Linked DNA regions of Sus scrofa: all the other regions are linked to region 1. A link is a contact called in public Hi-C data. All regions are on one chromosome and are shown on one strand. The core of a region is the stretch at or near the end of the contact, and the rest is flanking DNA. Distances in the headings are between cores, read along the strand shown. Region 1 holds the start of KIF2A (kinesin family member 2A). Region 2 holds the start of DIMT1 (DIM1 dimethyladenosine transferase 1 homolog). Region 3 has its middle 75 kb from the start of KIF2A.

Evidence for each region. Hi-C and Micro-C count contacts between places; a contact is called where the count stands out from the background.
Region 2: a Hi-C map of skeletal muscle shows a contact between it and region 1, with 4 times the contacts expected there. The contact joins the promoter of DIMT1 here to the promoter of KIF2A in region 1. A contact is called at or near these places in 1 of 5 promoter capture datasets (fetal liver), 7 of 47 Hi-C or Micro-C datasets (heart right ventricle, liver and skeletal muscle) and 2 of 2 datasets of contacts at active chromatin or transcription factors (alveolar macrophages and skeletal muscle).
Region 3: a Hi-C map of embryonic fibroblasts shows a contact between it and region 1, with 4 times the contacts expected there. The contact joins the enhancer-like site here to the promoter of KIF2A in region 1. A contact is called at or near these places in 3 of 47 Hi-C or Micro-C datasets (embryonic fibroblasts, epiblast stem cells and fibroblasts) and 1 of 2 datasets of contacts at active chromatin or transcription factors (skeletal muscle).

What each region holds. Positions count from the first base shown.
Region 1 is chr16:41,015,409-41,018,944 of Sscrofa11.1, reverse strand. KIF2A (kinesin family member 2A) reads right to left here and starts at 1,962. Exons shown (of 20, transcript NM_001244211.1): 1 at 1,855-1,962. The coding sequence starts at 1,918.
Region 2 is chr16:41,109,480-41,113,015 of Sscrofa11.1, reverse strand. It overlaps DIMT1 (DIM1 dimethyladenosine transferase 1 homolog), which reads left to right and starts at 1,813. Exons shown (of 12, transcript NM_001244313.1): 1 at 1,813-2,013; 2 at 2,349-2,422. The coding sequence starts at 1,935.
Region 3 is chr16:40,939,932-40,943,467 of Sscrofa11.1, reverse strand. No RefSeq gene overlaps it. Among named protein-coding and RNA genes, the nearest start is that of KIF2A, 75 kb to the left of the region's middle. Within about 2 kb of position 1,632, at least 11 of the 83 cell types and tissues checked have an H3K27ac peak or open chromatin away from gene starts, as enhancers often do. A contact at or near this core is called in embryonic fibroblasts and epiblast stem cells, where this site is marked.

The DNA of each region.
Region 1 (3,536 bases), core at 713-3,212:
ATATTTTACTTTCAACTCTACCATGCATCTGAGAAGCATAAATATGTACAGGACTGTAAGTTAGGATGATACACACTGTAATGACTGCCATTATTTCTCAAGGGCAAACTTCTTTGAAATGTGATTTTAGGTTACTATCTCTTATGTAAGAACCAAAGCTCTTGATGTCTGGGTTTCTAGTACAGGCAGAAGGCAAAGGCGGAAAGAATATTAAAAGTCTCTATCCTAGAACTCCAAAAGAACCAAAGTTGTTTTCAATCCGATATGCTTAAATAAAAAGATGTTAGCCTAGAAAATACATAATTATCCAAATTTTATATTTTCATGATACCTTTCATGAAACCTTTTTCTGATAGATTCTACAATAATACCTACATTCACAGTTAAAGGCTTAGAATATAAAGAACTTACATTTTATTGCCCCCATTTTAAATATGTAAATCCTACTTTTCCTAGTATACAGTGAACATGCATTTACCTAAAAAAGAAATGACAGTAACAACACTGCTTAAGGACAATAATTTGAAGAAAATAATATAAAGAAACCCATCCCAAGTAAGAGACACCTCTTTTCCACTAGTGTTATTGGTAGCTTTTAAAGCTCTAAGTGATATAATTAGTCCTTTCCCACACAAGATAATGCTTCCAATTGTTAAAACAAACTACATCAAATATAACGAAGAGAGAAAGGAAAAAAACAAACAAACCACTAGCTATACAGGTTTTCCAATATATCACATGGAAAACATTAAAGTCAACCTAGCCTCACATGATTTGGTCAAACCTAACGGAAACCAACAAGGTGTGGATGTGATAGCGACATTACTACTGAGTAGGCTAAATGACCATCCCCCTCCATGCGTTTTCTCCTTTACAATATAAATTATTTCCAAGCCTGGCTGGCGCTGTATCACTCCACACCCCAAGCTAGTGACATTTTCCCCAAGAGAAATCCATAGAAAGATATAAAAGCCTAAGACTTAAAAAAATATTTTTTAATTAAGCTTGTGTCTTCACCTCGTCTTACACTTTTTCTCTCGGTTACCTCTCCAGAGGGTGTGAAAAGATCAACATCCGGTCGCCCACTCGCACCCTCTCAGTAGTGCCTCGCATTGACTAGGCTCATCCCCCTCCTTCCCTTTCAGTCTCATCACCTTTGAGAAGCTTATCGAATACTTCTTCCCATTGCTCCCCCACCCACATTCAAGGCTGAGCATCCCTCTTCCAAGGAAGGGTCTAGCGAAAAAGACAGGCATGCTCGAGAAATGAAAGCCGAAGAAACCTGACAACCAGACAGCTTAACCAACGGGGTTGGCCTTTCTTCCCCACCTCGGCCTTGGACCACAAGTCGGTTCCCTAAAAACCGAAGTCTCTGGTCTTCACGCTCTCCCCACCCCCCACCCCTCACCCCTCAGAAATGAGACCGGAAAATGAAGAGGCCGAGAGATCTGAGAGGCTGGGTCAACCCTAACGGAGCTCGCTGCCCCCGCCCACCGGGCTGGAGTCCCCGGGAGGATGGAGATCGCGGGAGAGCAAGGCCCCCGGCCCGGATCCTCCGGCGCGCCCGCTTTAAGTCCCCAGAGACGCGGCCCGCTACACCCTGGCCCTTCCCTGCCGGCCTCCCCCCCGACCCAGCCCTCCACAGGGCCCCTCCTCTCCCCTGCACCGCAGCGGCACCCGGGGCGGACCCCAAACTGGCCTCACTCGCACACACGCCACACACAAAAGCGCCGCGGCCGCCGCCTTCCCGCCCCCACAGCCCGGCGGAGCAATCAATGAGGCGGCCGGCGCCGGCTTCCCCTCCTTGCACACCCGAGTACCGGCCCGGCCAGCAGGGGCGGCGGCGAGGCTCACCATCGCTCCGCTTGATCTCCACGTAAATCCCGATCTGGATCTTGCCGAAGTTGGCCGTTGCCATCACCTCATCTGGAGCAGCGGCGGCGGGCCGAGGGAGGGGGACAGGAGGGCGGAAAAGGCGGGGAGGGGGCGGGGTAGGTGTGGGAGGGGGAGCGGTTGTCCGCGGCCGCGCCGGCCCGGGCGACAGCGTGAACGCGAGCCGGGGCCGCGAGGAGAAGCGGCGGGCTGGCAAGCGGAGGCCCTGGGCCTGCAGGCCGGCAAGAGGACGCGCACGCCGGGGTGTCGGGGTGAAGCGAGGGCCGGGGCCGTGAGGCAGCGCGGGGGAGAGTGGGAGGGCCCGCGCTGCCTGCCCGGGAGCCGACGCTAGGGAGGCGGGGCACTGCGCGCCTGCGCAGAGCGCGCCTCCCGCGTCTCTTCCTCCTCCGCCAGCCTTTCCCTGCTGCCTCGAGGCGGCCCCGCCCAGCTCCGCGGCGGGGCTGTAGGCCGGGCAGGCAAGGGGAGCGGAGCGCGCGCGGCAAGGCCTCCAAGCGAGGTTTGATTTCAGCGCGCCGCCCGGAAGAGACGGGCGGGAACCCGCCCAGGGGTGCTATCCCGACTCTCTGGCGTCCAAAAATTTCGCTGTTATTGGGATGGATTAAGGACCCTGTGATTCGTGGGCTTTCCGGCTGGAGCGCGTGGCTGAAGGATTTGAATTTAAGGGTCGGCCATTGACGTCTTGGGCTCAGTGATTCATCTGACAGTGTCACCTCTATTGCTATTTAGAGGTGATCTATCCAAATAACCTTCCCAAGGTTTCCAGTTGTGGAGGAAAAGAAATGCCTTTGAGGTGTCACCCACCCTAAATCGAAATGAAGATTCGCTTTACAAGACCTTGACTTATAGCTAATCGCCACTCAAAAAGAAACGCTGTGGTGGGGAGACCTTGACTATTCCGTTTATGATGCATCTGATGCTGGTGTCTTGTCTTTGCCCTGCCCCATAAAACCAATGACTGATTCAAGAACAGAGGGCAGACACATAAGGTTGACTGAGGAATGTGCCTTTTCTGCAGCTACTTGATTAGTCTGACTACACCAACATGTGGAGACGAGGATTCTTCATCCTGGCAAGCAGGAAGGCCATGTGGACCCAGACCACAGAAACTGTTTACAACACTGTGTAAAAACTTCCAAAAGTGTGACTTTTGCTTCAAGTATTGGGACTTGATATGGAGGAAACACACTTACCGTGCCCTACTTTCGCTAGTCATTGTTAATCTTTACATAAAAACTAAAAACATACAGTTTTATTTAAAAATTGGAAACTGGTTATTTGTGTGTGTTAATTGTGGATATGGATATATGCATGTGCCTAGAAGTTTCCAAAATAACATAGGTAATCAAGTCAAGTAGATCCTAAAAAAAATGGTTACAAGTTACATACTCTGGGGTTCCTGTCGTGGCGTGGCGCAGGGGAAACGAATCCGACTAGGAATCATGAGGTTTTGGGTTCCATCCCTGGCCTCACTCAGTGGGTTAAGGATCTGGCCTCGCCGTGAGCTGTGGTAAAGATTGCAGACGCCGCTCGGATCTGGCGTGGCTGTGGTGTGGCCGGTGCCTACAGCTCCGATTAGACCCCTAGCCTGGGAACCTCCATATGCCACTGGTGCGGCCCTAAAAGGACAGAAGACAAAAAAAAAA
Region 2 (3,536 bases), core at 564-3,063, 94 kb before region 1:
GAGCCGTGTCTGAGACCTACACCACAGCTCTGGGCAATGCCAGATTCTTAACCCACTGAGCGAGGCCAGGGATGGAACCCAAAACCTCATGGTTCCTAGTCAGATTTGTTTCTGCTGCACCCGCTGCACCACGACAGGAACTCCCACATACTCATTTATTTATTTATTTATTTTCTGTCTTTTTGCCTTTTTCTAGACCTGCTCTTGCAGCATATGGAAGTTCCCAGGTCTAATCGGAGCTGTAGCCACCAGCCTAGCCAGAGCCACAGCAACGTGGGATCCGAGCTGCATCTGCGACCTACACCACAGTTCACAGCAACGCAGGATCCTTAACCCACTGAACAAGGCCAGGGATCGAACCCACAACCTCATGGTTCCTAGTCAGATTTGTTAACCACTGCACCACGGCGGGAACTCCACATAGTCATTTATTTAATGCAGTTCCTACCCCAGCATCACACAATTCCCTAGGACTAATGGATTCATGAGGCATCCAATACTGTCTCACTTCAGAGAGAAAAAAGAATTGGATGAAATTTGGCCAGAATAAATGATACAATCATTAGAACAGCTTCCCTGTACTGATGAGGATAGCCCTCCTAATCCTTTTTCATTTATGGAGGAATTTCCCGACCAACTATATTAGTGTAGAAAATAGTGATTCCCTACCTACATTGTGCATCAGAATCTCCTAGAGGGTCTGTCAAAAATGCATTTGCCAGGGCCAAATCCTATTATGATCCAGTGTGTTTAAGGTAGGCCCTTGGAAAATGAATTTTCATTACGTGTTGCATTAGTTTGCTAGGGTTGCCATAATAAAATATGCCAGACTGGGTGGCTTAAATGACAGAAATTTATTTATTTATTTTTAATTTAATTTAATTTAATTATATATATATATATTTTTTTTTTTGCTTTTTCAGGCCCACACCTGAGTCATTTGCAAGTTTCCAGGCTAGGGGTCTAATCAGAGTTACAGCAACTTGGGGATCTGAGCTGCCTCTGCAACCTACACGCAGCTCAGGGCAGTGCTGGATCCTTAACCCACTGAGCGAGAACAGGGATCAAACTCGCATTGTCGTGGACCCTGGTTGGGTTCATTAACCACTGAGCCACGAAGGGAACTCTGACAGAAATTTATTTTCTTACAGTTCTGGAGGCTAGAAGCCAAGATCAAGGTGTCAGCAGAGTTGGTTTCTCCTGGGGTCTCTCTTAGCTTGCAGATGGCTTCCTTCTGGCTGTGTCATGACACAGTCTTTCCTCTGAGCACAACCCCCCTTTTGTGTGTCTAAAGTAAACCAGTCAGAATGGATTAGGTCACAGTCTGAGGTCCTCATTTTAACTTAAAACACCTCTTTTAAGTTCCTTTCCACAAATCAAGTAGTGGAGGACTCCAACCCCCAGAGAAGCAAGCTCTTCATCCCAAATTCCTGGGATTCTCACCCCACAATCTGCTGGGAAACAGGAGATAGGCAGGTGACATAATAAAAAAAACATTTGGCTTCAGCAATTCTAGAACCTGGCCTGAAAAAGCCAGGCCTAAATTTAAACCGCCTCCAACATCTCTGGGTACACACCAAAACGTACTTAACTAGCTCCAAGCTGTAAGAACAACAAGCCCCGCCCCCATTCTAAACTAGCCAATCCAAACTGATCTGTTGCGTGGCGCCTTCTGGGATTTGTAGGCTCCGGAGGTAGGCTTTCCCTTCAGTTTATGACTACAATTCCCAGCAGCCATCTGGCTCCAAGGTCGGGTTCAGTCTCTGAGGGCGGACCCCAGAGCAAACCAGGGGGCGGGTTCTCGCCCCTCCCAGACGTGATCCGAACCGGTGCTGGGGGTGCAGGCCGGCGATTCCCACGTGGTGCACTTTCTCGGGATTAACGGGTTAGGTTCTCCCTAACTTAACCTGCCTGTGGGCCCGCTGCGGGAAAAGATGCCGAAGATCAAGTCGGGGGCGAGCGTCCGTCGCCGCGAGCGGCAACAACAACGCCGGGAACTGAAGAGCGCCGGAGGTGGGGACAGCCGAGGAGCAGGGTCGAGTCAGGTCTTCCGGCAGGACCAAGCCCGGGGCGAGGACGGAGATGTGGGTCGGGACAGTGAGACTGGGCGGGATTCCCGATCCGGGAGCGCAAGTCCTAGGTTTCCCCGAGCGCCGGCCACAGGCCCGGCGCGCCGCCCTCTCGCTTCCTTTTCAGCAGAAGGGGAGGACTTAGTTTATCAATCCTAGCTTGATGTTTGGTTCTTCTCGGCACAGAAATCTTCCCTCAACTCTCCTACTTTCTTTTAAGGGACAGTCTAATATTTGATTTTAGTTAGGAAATTAAGGCTGTTTCATGTTTTCTTACAGGACTCATGTTCAACACGGGCATTGGGCAGCACATTTTGAAAAATCCTCTCATTGTTAACAGCATTATCGATAAGGTGGGTGTGGAATAGGAAAGGGAGAGTTATTGGGTAATTCATTTTATTTTTAGGAATATCTAAGCACGGAAAGGATGTCAGGCACCAATTAGATGCTGTATAAATACCTGTTGGATGAATTGAAGAATTGTGTAGGATTCACAAGCTGTCTTCAGTATGATTTGCTTCATTCTGTGGATCTCGGTTTCTCCGGACTCCAAATTCTTTTGTCTTTCTGTAGAGTATTTACTTCTTAGCTTGACATTTCTACTTGTTGCATTCCAGATTATTATTCTTCTATTCCAAATCACTTTTTCTAGGCACCATCTATCACTGCTAATTTTTATTTACTCCATAGCCTAAAAATGTGTCTGAACCTTTAAAAGTTTGTTTCCCAGAGAAACTTAAGTGGTATAAGGCAATGCCACATTGGAGTATATTTCCTGTCTGGGTTATCGATTTTACCTTACTGTTTTAGATGACTGAGCGCTAAGACATGAAACTTAGGTCGTGCAAATTACTTTCATGTTGCAAAGGAAGCATCTTGAAGCTGTTGAAAGAACATGAATTTACACTAGGATCTCATCTTGACGTGGTGTCATTTGCAGAATGAGAGCTGGCTTTATTTTTAGCATTTTTTTTTTTTTTTTGGCTGCACCCACAGCATATGGAGGTTCCACAGCTAGAGACTGAATCCGAGCCACAGCTGTGACGTATCAGCTGTGGCAACGCCTGATCTTTAAGCCACTGTGCCACAGCGGGAACTCCCTATTTTTAACATTTTTGGCTTACAGATTCCTTTGAGCATCTCCTAGAAGCCATGGAATCGAATACTGTAGCTGTGTGCATACAGATACCCAGATTTATGTACAATTTCTAGATACTCCTGTATCCCTGAAACCGTACAAGGATGTAAAATTGAGAGATCCTAGTACAACATGCTGTGGTTCTCAGGCAAGGTCATCATTTTGACCTTTCCAGTTTGAACCTGGTGGTAACAGAGTTGGTAACTTGATGCTTTTGGAATCATTTCAAAGCTAGAAAGCAGAGTGCCACTCTCAGAACGAACTGCTCTTCCTGTTTTTCCGACGCCTAACTTTTCTGACTCCTAACTATTGCCCCAAATTAGAAGTGT
Region 3 (3,536 bases), core at 383-2,882, 75 kb after region 1:
TGGAGCTACAGCTGCTGGCCTATACCACAGCCACGGCAATGCAGGATCCTTAACCCACTGACCCCAGACAGGAATCAAACCCCCATCCTCATGGATACTACCTGGATTCACTTCCGCCGTGCCACAATGGGAACTTCTTGAGGTTTTCCTTTTTGTCCCGTAGCCCGACAGTGCTGAGGTGGGGTGTCTGAGGGCCACTCGGGAATGAAGGGAGCTGGAAATGAGGAAGAGCCAAGCTTGGGGAGGGACGGGTAGTCTGGCTTTCTAGCAGCCCAGTACATATGGAAGGTGGGGTTTTGCTTCATTCTTTCCGTTTTCTGACCTTGTTTCCAAGGACACAGTATAAAAAGTGGAGACTTTCTAGAGCTTATTTAAAATCGTGATGGAAATTAAGGAATGATATTAAAGTGCTAGTTTCATGATAAAATCACAGCTTGGCATTCCCTCTCCAAAAAATGAAACAATTCTTTCAAAGCAAACCACCCACCCCAAATTCAGACACACCCCATCCTTTCATTTCCCCTGAGACTTCTGGTTGTATCGTACAATGTCCTGCCTGCAGAGGCCATAAACATCCAGGCACAAGGTAGGCAAGGGACTCATTCAGTTTACTTGATGGAACCTTGCTGAGATTGTCTTTTTCCACAGACATATAATCAAGCTATAGATGAATTTAACTTTCTCTCTCTTCTTCTGCTTTCCTATCTGCTTATTTATTTTCCTTAAATCTCCTAGCCCAGTTCTGGGGAGAAATTTGACCCTTAAGATGACTGCAGTAAAGAGTACTTACTATGTGTCACGCACAGTGTTAAGTGTATTATATGTATTACTGCATTGAATCCCCACGAATCCCCATGTAAGTTAGGGATTTTTAATTTCCCTTTATAGTAAGAAAACAAAATACTCAGCAAAGTTCATTAACTTGCCTAAGATCACACAGCTAGTAAGTAGTGAGCCTAAGATTCTAACCCACATCTATCTTGCTTAAAGCCCATGCTGATAACCCCAGTGCCCTATGGTCCTCCCATTTGGCCACGGTCCTCATCTCAGTACCTCCGTGTTCTCATGGGGCACCTCTGCCTCCTGAGAGATCACTCACTCCTGTGGCAGCTCATGCTTGGGACCTTGCCTAATAGTGTTCACTGCACTCACACTTAACACTCATCCATTCAACCAATTTTATCACATGCCTCTTTGTAAGAAAGGACACTTGGAAACCAGGGCTCTCCAAAGGGAAACCTAAGGCTCCTTAGAAAAAAATGTTCTAATCTGGATTGCTGTGGAAGTAACTCAAAAAGCCCTTGTCCTCTCCACTTCTATTCTTGGATGGGTTCTGGTCTCTAGTTGGTTCAGAAATTCTTCCATCTCTTTTAGACCCTTCAAGGGAGGGGCTCATTCCAGTGCAGCCCCGCCTCATTCTGCCCATAGCAGGCTTCCCTCCTGGCTCCGTTCCCCACAGGCTTGCACCCAGAGTGGACAGCTGTGGGGCCCACTCTGCATAGGGGCATGCATGAATGTCTCCAAACAGGACATGTTCTCATCCTCTGAAAAACCTATGGCTGCTTCCTTGCTTTAGTCACATTCTTTAGCTAAACCTTTAGGGGATGACTAAGACATTCTGTGCCCTAAAATTGGGAGTGGTTTTGAAAAGTGACCTCAACTCTTAGATTCCAAAGATCTGAGCTTCCACCCCCATGTACAGTTTCCTGTTGCAAAGAAGTCTTTTCCTTTGTCTGCTTTTTCCTCCTGCTACGTGCAAATACGATGTATCCTATGTGTATTCAAAGTGGCTCAAATTTCAAGTACCATTCCTTAGGGATGTTGATCCCTAAATACTTAGATACTTCTGTCTACATATTCAGATATTCGGATAGTGAGTGGGAGGGAGGCAAGAGATGTCAAATCCATAGTTTGTTTTTCTCCATTCCTTTCTATCCGACTGTTTTATTCTCCCTTCAGACACCTGTTTTTCCCTGTTTTCCAGCTGACAATAGTTTAGCATTACCTAAGAATCTAGAGCTAACCTCTAAGTAAATGCCTTGGCTGAGAGTACTTTCCATACCTAATCAACAATAGTAGGACTTCCCCCAATGGTGAGGAAGGTGGCCATAGAACATTGTCACCACGTGGAGGGCATACCACACTCACACACAGAAAAGTGAGAAAACTACCGACATGAGGTCCTTTCTCTACAATGGCTCTTTCATAATCACGTCAGGGAGCCTAGGACTGCCATCACTAGTCACTTCATTTTTTTAAAAATGTTCATCTATAATGTAATGGAGAAATTAATTAACAGGTAATAGATAATGGGGAGGTTCTATAATACTAGTGGTATTATCTTCCTACAGCTAGGCTTTTGCCTACTAACACTGAGACCTAAGCATTTTGTTTTTTTTTTTTTTTTTTGCTATTTCTTGGGCCGCTCCCACGGCATGTGAAGATTCCCAGGCTAGGGGTCCAATCGGAGCTGTAGCCACCAGCCTACACCTGAGCCACAGCAACGCGGGATCCGAGCCGCGTCTGCGACCTACACTACAGCTCACGGCAACGCCGGATCGTTAACCCACTGAGCAAGGGCAGGGACCGAACCCGCAACCTTATGGTTCCTAGTCGGATTCGTTAACCACCGTGCCACGACGGGAACTCCAGCATTTTGTTTTCTAAAAAATTATTTTTTATTAGGGTATAGTTGATTCACAGTGTTGTGTCAATTTCTGCTGTACAGCATAGTGACCCATTCATACACATACATACATTCTTTTTCTTGTATTATTTTCCATTATGGTCAATATAGGACCTCACTACTCATCCATTCTAAATGTAGTAGTCTGTATCTACCAACCCCAAATCCCAGTTCATCCTACTCCAAAGGAGAGGCGGAGACCCTCTCCCCTGGCAACCCCAAGTCTGTTTTCTCCGCTCGAGTCACTTTTTTTTTTAAGCCAGCTTCCCCCATGCTGGTGTTCAAGGAAATGTTAATAAGTGCTAAATGCTGGAATGCATTTGGGAAATGGGGTTAAACTAAGCTAAGTAGTCTTCTTAGCTGCAGGCTGCCCAGAGCTTTCACCATGTGAATATGCATTATCACTGTTCACAAAGGGGTTTGTCATGTGTGGCATTTCCCAGTTATTTGACCATGGAACCTCTTTTCCTCACAGCAGACCTATTAATAGCTCTGAACAGTGTTTCAACAATCATACTGAGGCGAACACTGACGGTCTTTGTCAAAAGCTTTGAAAATTTCTGTCAAGAAAAGAAAATCAGGGACATGGAGAACGGATTTGTGGTTTCCAAGGGAGAGGGGAGGGAGTGGGATGGACTGGGAATTTGGGGTTAATAGATGCAAACTATTGCCTTTGGAAAGGATAAGCAATGAGATCCTGCTGTACAGCACTTGGAACTATATCTGGTCACTTATGATGGAGCATGATAATGTGAGAAAAAAGAATGTATATATGTATGTGTGACTGGGTCACCTTGCTGTACAGTAGAAAATTGACAGAACACTGTAAGACAGCTATAATGGAAAAAAA